Linked DNA regions of Mus musculus: region 2 is linked to region 1. Evidence: chromatin contacts called from public HiChIP or PLAC-seq data. All regions are on one chromosome and are shown on one strand. The core of a region is the stretch at or near the end of the contact, and the rest is flanking DNA. Distances in the headings are between cores, read along the strand shown.

The links. HiChIP or PLAC-seq counts read pairs in DNA pulled down with a chosen protein or histone mark.
Region 2: a contact with region 1 is called in an H3K4me3 HiChIP or PLAC-seq map of the SCID.adh cell line, with 15 read pairs. The contact joins the enhancer-like site here to the promoter of Stk10 in region 1. A contact is called at or near these places in 19 of 39 promoter capture datasets (the 3T3-L1 cell line, 3T3-L1-derived adipocytes, the C10 cell line and 13 more), 2 of 15 datasets of contacts at CTCF or cohesin (CD8 T cells and the NIH/3T3 cell line), 9 of 484 Hi-C or Micro-C datasets (CD4 T cells, LSK cells, Th1 cells and 6 more), 4 of 115 datasets of contacts at active chromatin or transcription factors (the SCID.adh cell line, embryonic forebrain, embryonic stem cells and 1 more) and 3 of 9 other capture datasets (adipose tissue, liver and pancreatic islet).

Annotation. Positions count from the first base shown.
Region 1 is chr11:32,530,937-32,536,653 of GRCm38.p6, reverse strand. Stk10 (serine/threonine kinase 10) reads right to left here and starts at 3,388. Exons shown (of 19, transcript NM_009288.2): 1 at 3,095-3,388. The coding sequence starts at 3,250. It also overlaps a transcript of Efcab9 not described here.
Region 2 is chr11:32,475,852-32,481,413 of GRCm38.p6, reverse strand. All of the region lies in intron 1 of Ubtd2 (ubiquitin domain containing 2), which reads right to left. Among named protein-coding and RNA genes, the nearest start is that of Ubtd2, 23 kb to the right of the region's middle. Within about 2 kb of position 3,798, at least 5 of the 459 cell types and tissues checked have an H3K27ac peak or open chromatin away from gene starts, as enhancers often do. A contact at or near this core is called in the SCID.adh cell line and regulatory T cells, where this site is marked.

The DNA.
Region 1 (5,717 bases), core at 2,139-4,638:
GGCTCCACAGTGTGTTTAGGCATAGATCACATATGTATGGTATCAACCTATTCTTTCCAGAGCCATGTTGAACAAACATACCACATAATGAATAGCTGGGAAGATGACTCCATTGATAAGAGCTTGCCTCACAAGAAAAAGCCTGAGTCCAGATCCCAGTACCAGCCATGGCAGTACAAAGCCTGTAATCCCAAAGTCCAGGAGGTAGAGCCAGGAAGATCCTTGGGGCTCTCAGACCAGGTAGTTAGCTCAATCTGTGCGCTCCAGGCTCAGTAGAGACCCTGTCTCAAAAAATGCTGTGGAGAGTGATTAACGAAGAAACCCAATGTCAACCTCTACCCTTCACACAAGTGTGCGTGGGCACCTGCACACTTATGGGCACAAAAATACCAAAAAACAAAAACAAAACTTGTCAGGTGGTGGCAGCACACGCCTTTAATCCCAGCACTCGGAAAAGGTAGGCAGATATCTGAGTTCAAGGCCAGCCCCCTCTACAGAGTGAGTTCCAGGGCGGCCAAGACCACACAGAAAATCCTGTCTCAACAAAAACAAAGCAAAACAAGCAAAACAAAACCCTTAAACACAAAATGAAAAGATACTTAGTCAAGAGAGGGCAAACTAAAGACAGATGAGCTGCGGCCAGCCTAGTAGGATGCTCTGTGGGAAACTTTAAAATGTTCAAATGTGTTCTAAAATAACACTAGAGAGCACCTCCTAGTAGTTACCTAACAGTGAGAGTCACCTGTCATCCTCCTCAGACATCCCAAGCCACCACACGTCACATTTCTATACACACAATGCGAGCATCACCACAAACACCCAAAGAATGAGCTGCATGCAAGGCACAGCACTGCGTCAACAGAGGTGTCTCTGCTCCTTTATAGTCTCAGGGGGCCAGCTGGGTTTTTTGTTTTTGTTTTTGCTTTTTATATGTAAGTACACTGTAACTGTCTTCAGTCACTCCAGAAGAGGGAGTCAGATCTCATTACAGATGGTTGTGAGCCACCATGTGGTTGCTGGGATTTGAACTCAGGACGCTGGAAGAGCAGTCAGTGCTCTTAACCGCTGAGCCATCTCTCCAGCCCGCAGGGGGCCATCTTTGTCCGTGCAACCCATCACCAACCCTGACAGACTGTCCAGGAACCAACAAAATAGTGGGTGACCGGAGAGCAGAGTTTTACCCAGCAAGCAGAAAAGACAATGGAGAGTCTTGCCTTTTAGAAAGCAAAGTTCTGCACTAAAGTTTAAATAAAAAATGAACCACAGAAATCCAGAACAGGGCATTTGGGGACGGAGGGCAAACTAGAGACAGATGAGGTCCTGCAGTCTAGCAGGAGGCTTTACAGGAAACTTGTAAACAATGGAGAAGGATCTGAAGTGACAATTGAGAGCATCACATAGTAGGTACACAAGAAGGTGACTCAAAGTCCCTAAGAGAGAAAAAAAAAATTATGGAGAGCCAAGAGCATGCACGGACGGAAAAATGGCTGAACATTAGAGACGGTGAGTCAGGCTGGGGGCTCTCACGGCGGTCAAGGCACCTCTGCAGGAGCAGGCAGCATCAGAGAGAGCTGACTGAGAGAGAGGCTGGGGACCATTTCCTGACATCACTAGAATGCAGCAGAGGAGCAAGGCCTGGAGGACCGATGAAAGGGTAGACTGGCCCGGTAGCCCTCAAATATGGAGAAACCCCTCAGCCAAAGTGTTCCATTCAGTTGGAAGGCCAGGTGACCTCTGCTTGACTCTCCCACTGGGGAACTTTGCCCTAGTGGGGGTTCCTCAGCCCTCCCACAGGAAGTACAACTCAGAGAGGAGGTCTCCAAGGGTCTGACTGGCCTCCAAACTGCTACTGCTCCAAGCTGCTGGAGCACTATAATCTGAGTGCTGAGTGGGGCCCGAGTCTTAAGCTTCTTTCTGTTTGCTTTGGTTTTCTGTTTGTGTCACCCTGAGTCAGGGTTTTTTTCTGTGTGGCCCTGGCTGTCCTGGACTCACTCTGTAGATTAGGCTAGCCTCAGACTCAGATCTGCCTGCCTCTGCAGGAATTGAAGGTGTGCACCACCACGCCCAGCTGAGAGTCTTAGTTCCTTACAAGCTTCCCAAGGATGCTATAGCATCTTTCCTAGGGAGCACACTTCTGGGGCGAGAAGCAGACCAACGCTAGCATATCAATTTCAAGTCAAAGGGAGCATGGCCCGACTTGGGGAACTGGAAAAGCCCTTTCTGGGGTCCAGCATCCTGAAAGGGTCAGTGAGGCCTCTAACTACCAAAGCCCCAAGGACAATGACATATGGCTTTGGAGGGCAGCTAAGACAGCTGAACTATGGGAGTCTCCCAATAAAAGTAGGGGATGCTATGCTGTAGTGGCCAAACCTACAGTCCAAGCTACTCCAGAGACTGAGGCAAGTAGATCTGGGAGACCAGCCTGAGCAGCCTGGTTGGGGAAGCCGGGGGAGGGGGAGGGTGTTGAGGAGGAGGAAATGAGAAAGGGTGGAGTCAAGATGAGTTAGGTACTTTGAACAACAACCCAGGCACTCAGAATTGGCTCAGAGGACCAAACCCCAGGAGCTGTCCGTCTGCACACGTGTCTATATGGAATCATCTATGCCCCACCCACTCCTCCTCAGCCTGTCTTCCTCCAGGGGAGAGGTAACTGCAGACAGGGAGCCTCTGGTGACTCAGGCGACTAGAAGCCAAATCTGTGCCCTGCAGCTGCATTCACAGGACCCTGTCCTCGCTTTCCGTTGAGCCTTCTAATCCCAAGCCTGTCCTCACTTACTCCAGGGCCCTTCTGACCTCCCCAGTACCGATCGTAGGCTCATCTTCAGAAGTGTCCTCAACTCCCAACCCTTGCAGGCACAGCCCAGAGCCTGAATATTCCCACAACATCGGTATAGTCCCTCTTTAAAAGATGTGTCCCTATCACCGTGATCCTGGGGATGCCTCCGGTAGCCCCCTGGGATGCCTCGATCCTACAAACGTCCCTTTGTGCCCTGTACAGGGCACACAGGAAGTGCTCAGAAGCAGCTGTGCGGGGGGTGGGAGTGGGGGTCAGGGGCTCGCAGGACCTGGTAGGCTCAGCAATCGGAACTCTCACCTTGTAGACTTTGCCGAAGGCGCCGTCTCCCAGCTCGCCCACGATCTCCCATACATCGTTGGGGTCCAGGTCCCGGCGGACGTGCTCATATTCACGGGACTTTCTCTTCTCGAAGGTGGATAACCGCAAGATGCGGCGGAAATTGGCGAAAGCCATGCTGGATGAGGAGCGCGACGACAGGACCCGCGGCTTCGGAGAGCCGCCCTCCTCGCAGCGCAGCACCCGCCGAGTGCGCCAGCGGCCACAGGGAGCTGCAGGAACCGCGGCCCGCCCGCCCCGCCCCGCCCCCTCCTAGACCCGCCTGCAGGACGCCCGGCACCCGCGCGCGCGCCTGTCCCCGCCGGCTCCACCTGCTCTGCGGCGCCCCGAGACCCCTCAATTGGCTGCGGGAGCTCGCGGCTCCGCCCGCGCCGCGGGGCACTCTGGAGACTGTAGTCCGCCGGGTGGCCGGCCCCTGGGCCCGCTGCGCCTCCCGGAACCCCAAACCTCCGGGGTTCAGCTGGTGTCTTTCAACCGCCGTCGGTGCCGAGTGGGTGCATCAGCGCACAGAACTCTCCCGCTGAGGCTTGGTTCGCCAGCTTCCCGCGCGAGATGCCCGCACCCCTCGCCCCGGGACTCACCCCAGTCCTCGGTGCTCTTTGCCTCAAAGTTCACGCGGTCCCAGGTGGCTTTCGCCACACTTCCTAGGCAGGTCTCGTGCTGCCTCTGAGCCCCGCAGAAAGCAGAGCCCCGCGCTTACGCCCATCCGGACTTTCCCCGCCTCCGCCAGCCACAAACGGCCGGGACGCTGGACATGAAACGAGAGTCCCTTTAGGACCTTTAGGCTTCATGGTAGGTTAGCAAATATATTCCTTATTAAGTAAAACTTTCTAGTTATTTTGCGAATTAAAAAGCCCCATTAGAGATAAAAGCGGAGTCATCTCTGGGATGGTGCTCCTATATCCTGGTCCTCATCCCTCTCTACCTTGGCTGCGGGCGTCCCGCATCTTGCACAGCGTCTTTGCTTGGTATCAGAACGTGGGTTCTAGTGATTGTGCTGGGGGCTGGGCAGCTGCAGAATCTATGCTGGAGACCCTCCCATCCTGAACAAGAGTGTCTCACACTCGGGCACTCTTAACTCGAGAAAGCGTTTTAATTGTTGGTCCCCTTCGTCCGGACTCTTCGAAAATATCCCTAGAGTCTCGCGCCAAATGCTGTTCCCCCATTCGAAAAGCCGGCTGGAGAGTGAATACTAGGCGCGGAGAGGGTTGTGTGTGCTAAGGACGTCCGGAATAAAAGTTGCTCCAGTTCCAATTGTTCCCACCACAAAATGAGTGCGGGGAAAATTTATAATTAAAAGAAGAAAATGTCATGCAAAACTGTTCTTGTTGAGTCAGCCTGTGGACCAGCCAAAGTGTACATCTGTCACTCGGTTGAGCGGGACCTGCTGAAGTCTGTGCAGCTATACCGGGTGGACAGAGGGTCAGAATGCGCTAACCATTTCCAGGAGTTCCAAAAGAAAACAAAGTAAGGATAAAAATGGAAAGGTCCGTTAAAAATGTCCTGCTACATGAAAGAAGCCAGACCCAAAGATCGCACGAGGTATGACTGCATTTTTATGACCGGTCCAGAAAAGGCAACGCTGTGGAGTTGCTCCCAGACACGGGGACTGACTGGAAAGAGCCATGAGGAATCTCACTCTGGTGGTGAAAATGCTGGGTCTCAGTGGCAGGGGGTGGGGGTGGGGGCGTAAAGGGACAGTTCCACAACTCCGGAAACTTGCCCCAAATCACGAGTGACTTTTGTTTTGTAAGGTGTTTGGGTGGGGGGCGTGTAACTTATGTAGCTGGAGTTAAAAGGAGGCTCAACAGAACCAAAGCTGCTTTGAAACTTCTGTTAAATCGGGGTTTCTTTCCTCAACTGTCTCTGGCTACAGAGCCTCACACTAATCTAGTGAATGAAGGGCTGTGCCTTCCCCCCACCCTACTTTCTGGAACAACTTAAAATAGAAATTAGTAAGATCAAGCTGGGCATGGTGGCGCATGCCTTTAATCCCAGCATTTGGGAGGCAGAGGCAGGCGGATTTCTGAGTTTGAGGCCAGCCTGGTCTACAAAGTGAGTTCCAGGACAGCCAGAACTACACAGAGAAACCCTGCCTCAAAACAAAACAAAACAAAACAAAAAACCAAAAAACCACCACCAACAACAACAACAACAAAAAAAAACACCACCACCACCAAAAAAGAGTAAGATCGATAAATAGTGCCTTTGATGTGTTTATCTCAATGAAAGAGTCTAAGTTTGCAGTTTTATTACAGCCTTTCAGTGTCTTTGAGATGCTGACCACTTTTTTGTGTTATTGGATTTGGCAGGAGTGGAAGGGGAGCGATATTTTGTTTGAGACAGGGTTACTCTATGTAGTCCTGGCTGTCCTGTTACTTGAGGCTGGCCTCACAGAACTCCTCCTGCCCCTGCCTCCCTAATGCTGGGAATTAAAGGTCAAATTGGGGCCCTACAGCATCTTCCTACCATTCTGTTCTTTCCTTGGCCATTAAAAAACAATAAATTTCCTGTCTTTTTGCATCTAGGAATTTTATTGTTTATTTCTGTGTGAGTGTGTGTGTTTTTTCCAGTGTATGGGTTC
Region 2 (5,562 bases), core at 2,549-5,048, 56 kb after region 1:
GACTTATAAATTACTGGAATTTTAAAGGTTGTAGCTCAAAAAATAACCCAGAGCCTTTCACTAAAGAATGAGAGAAAGGGGCTAGAGAGATGACTCAGAGTATAAGAGCACTGACTGCTCTTCTAGAGGTCCTGAGTTCACCAACCACATGGTGGCCCACAACCTGTAAAGGGTTCTAATGCCCTCTTTTTATGTGTCTGGAGACAGCGACAATGTACTCACATATATAAAAATAAATCTTTAAAAAGAAAAACAAAAAGAATGAGAGAAAGCTGGGTAGTGGTGGCGCATGCCTTTAATCCCAGCACTTGGGATGCTGAGGCAGGCAGGTTTCTGAGTTTGAGGCCAGCCTGGTCTATAGAGCAAGTTGCAAGACAGCCAAGGCTATATAGAGAAATGTTGTCTTGAAAAGACAAAACAAAACAAATGAGAAATGTGCTAGACTACCCAATTAACACATGTGAACTGGCCTGATTTTTAACTATGGGGAGACAGATGCCAACAGTGAGCCCCAGTAAGATGAACATGTCTAGCCCAGAAAGTAAACAATAGCTCAACATGTCCAGCCAAGAAGGTACCATTGATGTATTCCAAACAGGACCTCAGACTTAGAATAGCAAGAGAAGTGTGACCATTGAGTACATGTTGACTAATAAAGGGTGGGAAATCACACACACACCAAGCCACGCTGAGGGACAGAGAAAATGCAAAAAAGGGCTTACACCTGCTGGTGACTGAGGACAAACTCAACCTGGGACAATATGCATCCACAAATAGAGTTTGAGCTTGAACTGGGACTGCAAACTGCACTCCCCACCCCCAAGCTGCAAAAAGCATCACAGGGAGGAGTTAAAAGCCCATTCCACTAAGAAAGAACTACAGATTAATGTTATTAATATTAATGCCTTTATCTACCATTATTTTTGAAATGTTTTAAAACCTTCAACCCTGAATATATGTCTCTACATGGTTTTGGCTTCATTTCTATGTTGCTTAAGTTTTATAGGCATTTTGTTTCTATGCCCATTCAACAATGTACACTCCTATTTTTGCTCTCTACAAGCCCTGTCCTTTCCCTTTCCTTTCCACCTCAGTCCTTCCCATTTCCTCCACTGTAACACGCCAGAGCCTGTGTACCTGCTAAGTTCTGTGAGTCTAACAACATCCTACTACCCTCCATCTACTTCCCTTTATGATGATTTCCTCTCAGATGACAGAGCACTACCTGTTCTTATTCTGATCTCACCCCTTCCATTCCTAACTTTAGTAGTTCACATCAGTACTGCTAGAGCACACAGATTTTATACTATATCAGTTACTGCAGGTAACATGACTGTTTTTAACTGTAACAATATTTGCTCAGTGGGTCCAAATCCATTTCTGTAGTTAATTTTCTACTCTCAGAGTGGTGGTGGAGGTATGCCCTGTTCCCTGGGTATATAAACTGAGAACTTATTTACTGAATACATTCCCAGGCAGCACTGTCACCAGAGAACTGCAAAAACTTCAATACAAAGAATACTGCTAATATAAAAACAAACTGAAACTTGAAAAGTAAAAAGTCCACTAACTCAAATTTGAAACAGTAGAAATGGATCAAGGAAAAGACAAAATAGTAGGCCTGGAAGACAAGCTATATCAGCAATTCTCAACCCCTTTGTTGGTTGCAAATCAGACATCCTGAATTTCAGATATTTATTCTAAGATTCATAATTACAGTTATAAAGTAACAAGGAAATAATTTCATGGTAAAGAGTCACAACATGATGAACTGTATATTAAAGGGTCACAGCACTAGGAAGGTTGAGAACCAGTGAGCTAGATTAATTCCAGTCGTGCAGCACTGACAGAGACAGACCCACAAGCATCAATAGCCCTCTTCCATGTTATTTCCAAGCCTGTGCCAGTACCTCCACTACAAAGGTTAGTCATTTCTAACCAGATTCAGGATTTATATTGTTTTATATACTTTTAAACTTGGCTTTATTACTAGGTTCTCTTCTAAATTAGCATTTTTAAAATTTACTCGTGTGTGTGTGTGTGTGTGTGTGTGTGTGTGTGTGTGTGTAAGTGTGCCCCAGTGCAGTTGTGAAGTTCAGAGGACAACTTGTGAAGTCTGTTTTCTCTCCATTATGTGGGTCCTAAGGATTTGAGCTCAAATCACCAGGCTTAATGACAAGAGCTTTTTACCTGCTGAGCCATCTCACTAGCCTGACTGCTAGGCTCTTTTTTAATAAACATGCTTTAACTCCCATGTAAAAAAGCTATCCAACATTTTTCCATAAAATTAAAGATTCCTGAAAGCCTGACAAAATGTTTCCAAATTATTGTGATTTATTTTAAAATGCTTTGTTCATACTTTTGGTTCATCAAAAAACCCAAAACAACAACAACAAACCTGCCTTCATTTGTCAGTGATGGTGGCACATGCCTTTGATGCCAGTACTTAGGGAGGCAGAGGCAGGTGGATCTTTGTGTGTTTGAGCTCAGTCTACAGAGTGAGCTCCAGGACATCTAGGACTACACAGAAACTCTGTCTAACACTCTCCCCCGGCCCCACACAAAAAACCCCAACAACTTGCATTCACTGTGTATAGCTGTATGTGCTATGATTTTTTAAAAGATCTATCTATCTATCTATCTATCTATCTATCTATCTATCTATCTATCTGACTGTGACAAGCTCTCCCACTTTGTTTGAAACAGGGTCTCTCCAGATATCCCTGGCTGTTCAGGAATTCATTTTGCAGACCTGTATAGATGTGCTTGACAATGGGCATGCACCACCATGACCAGCTTTTTATTTACCTCATTTACTGCATGTGAATGCTTTGCCTGAATGGAATGTATATGCACCATGTGTGTGCCTGGTGCCCAAAGAAGACAGAAGGGGGCTTCAAATTCCCTGAAACTGGAGCTACAGGTGATTGGTTGTGAGTTGCCATGTGGGTGCTAGAACTGAACCCAAGTCCCAGCATGTGTGCTACAGCCCTAGTTATTTTTGTTTGGTTTGGTTGCTTCAATTCTTAATGTTGAATTAAGGACAAGAGGATATTCCTGTCATTTCTACATAGTTTGTTATTGAGATTGACTAAAAATGCTACCTTCTCCCTTAAATGGGAAAGTATGAACAAAATACTGTATCTATGGGTCTCCATTAAAAAATAAAAATTATGAGCCATGAGGACAGTAACTTTAAGCTAAAGGACAAGTAGTATGCTCAATAAAACCATAGCAAAACACTTTTCAAAACCAAGCAAAGACATGACAACTCAGAGTCAGGATGCATTCAGAGCACCAGATAAGGCCTTCCCCCATCCCACACCATATGCTATTTAGCTAGCAGTTAAAATATTAAGTATGGAGAGCAAAGAAACCCTGAAAGCCACAAGAACTTGACAGTCACAAAGGCAAAGCTATCAGAAGTACAAAATTCTCAGAGAAACCCTGAAGCTCTGTAAAAGAAATAACAAAGAATTCAAAATGTCAGGGGGCAGGAGGATCTACTTAATATTAGAAAGGTACTGAAGATATGGAACAAGGAAATAATACACCCAAGAAAAATATTATTAATTACATAAAATGTAAGTATTAAAAATTCCAAATTATACATGTTGACAGAATAAAAAAAAATAGCTATCACTCTCCTATGTCCACAAGAGGCACTTTTTCTATAAAAACACATAATGCAATCAGAAGATGGAAAAGTATATAATACATGAATTAGTCAAATGAAAGATATAACACCTACATCATTTACAGAAGATAAAAAGACTCTAAGATAAACTTTTACTAAGGATCTAAGGATAAGTAAAAAAATAAAATACTGATATATTTGAAGGGAAAAATAGTTTCATGTTGTTGTCTTTGTTTTTTATTTTTGTTTTTTTGGTTTGTTTGCTTTTGAGACATTATCTTCCTAGGTAGCCCAAGCTGGCCTCAAACTTCTGTTGATCCTTCTGCTTTGCCTCCAGTCCTCAGATTACAGATGTGAGCCAGTGTCCCTGCTTACTGGAGAAACAGTTTTACAGCAGGGCTGGAGGCTTTCAGGTGGGAGTGGGGGAAGGTGAGCAGGTTTTACTATGTAGCCCTGGCTGTGCAGGAACTCACTACATAGACCAGGCTGACGATGAACTCACAGAGATCCACTTGCCTCTGCCTCCTGACTGCTGGGACTAAAGGCATGTGCCACCACACCTGGCTATTACTCTATTCTTAATAAAATTTTAATAAAACGTCGAAACAGAATATTTATCAATAAGGAAATAGAATCTAAACACTATAATCTGACAAGACCTAAAAGATACAACACATTCCATCAAACAACAAAATATATTTTTCTATCTACCTGCTAAAATATTCCAGCATGTACTATCTCTTATAGAATAAGAATCAGTAACAGAAAGAAAACTGGAGAACTTGTAAACACAAAAATTAAACACACAGAGTCTAGAGCAATGGATTGGCAGTTAAGAGCTGCAGCTCTTGCAAGAGGACCTGGGTTCAGCTCCCAGCAATCACATGGCAGCCTACAACCATCTCCAACTCCAGTTCCAGGGGATCCAATACCTTCTTCTTGCCTCTGAGGACACTGCATGCACATGGTACTTATATCCATGCAGGAAAACACCCATATACATAAAATAAAAATGGACAAAATATTTAAAGTAAAATTAAACATATGATCACATGAATCCATCTAGTCACTACAATAAAACACCTGAGGCAAACTAACTTAATAAAGAAGTTTATTTATCTGAGAATGGCAACTCATGACTGTAAATTCAGGAGGCAGAGGGAAGAGGATCATCACAAGTTCAAGGCTAGTCCAGTTTACAGAGTTCCAGGCTAGACTGGACTACCATAACACCCTGCCTCAAACACACACACACACACACACACACACACACACACACACACACACACTTTATTTAGCTCAGTTTGAGAGATTCAAAGCACAGCACCAGTGTCACAGCTTAAGTGTCAAACACCAGGAGCATATAAGAGAGATCATACTGAAACCAAGCCAGAGAACAAGCCCAGGGCCAGCAGTCCTAACAATTCACTCTTAGGAGAATTGTTCTGGGAAACCAACCTTCCCTTTCTAGGGCAGAACCTCCCGAATGACTTCCTAGAACACCCACCTTTTAAAAGTCCCAAACATGGGACCAAACTCCTAACACAGGGACCTTTGTGGGCCAAGACTGAAACCATACTAAACCATAGCAAGAACTAATAGGTAAAATAAGCCTCAGGGAAGTGAGAAAATGCATGGAGCCGAGTGGGAATGAAAGCACAGTAACAGTAAGACTCATCGATAAGGACCTAAGATAGCTCAGCAGGTAAAGTCACTTGCTGGCAAGACAAAGCCTGACTTGGAGCCCCAGAAACCACACGGTAGAAGGAGAAAACCAATGCCCTCTTCTGGCCTCCATGGCTTCCTGCACACACAGGCTCAGATGTATACACATAAATAGATTCATCTTTTCTAAAAAGATGACCTGTGACCTTTCAATAATCCCTTAACTGCAGAGTAAAAGACAGAAGAGTAACTATGACAAC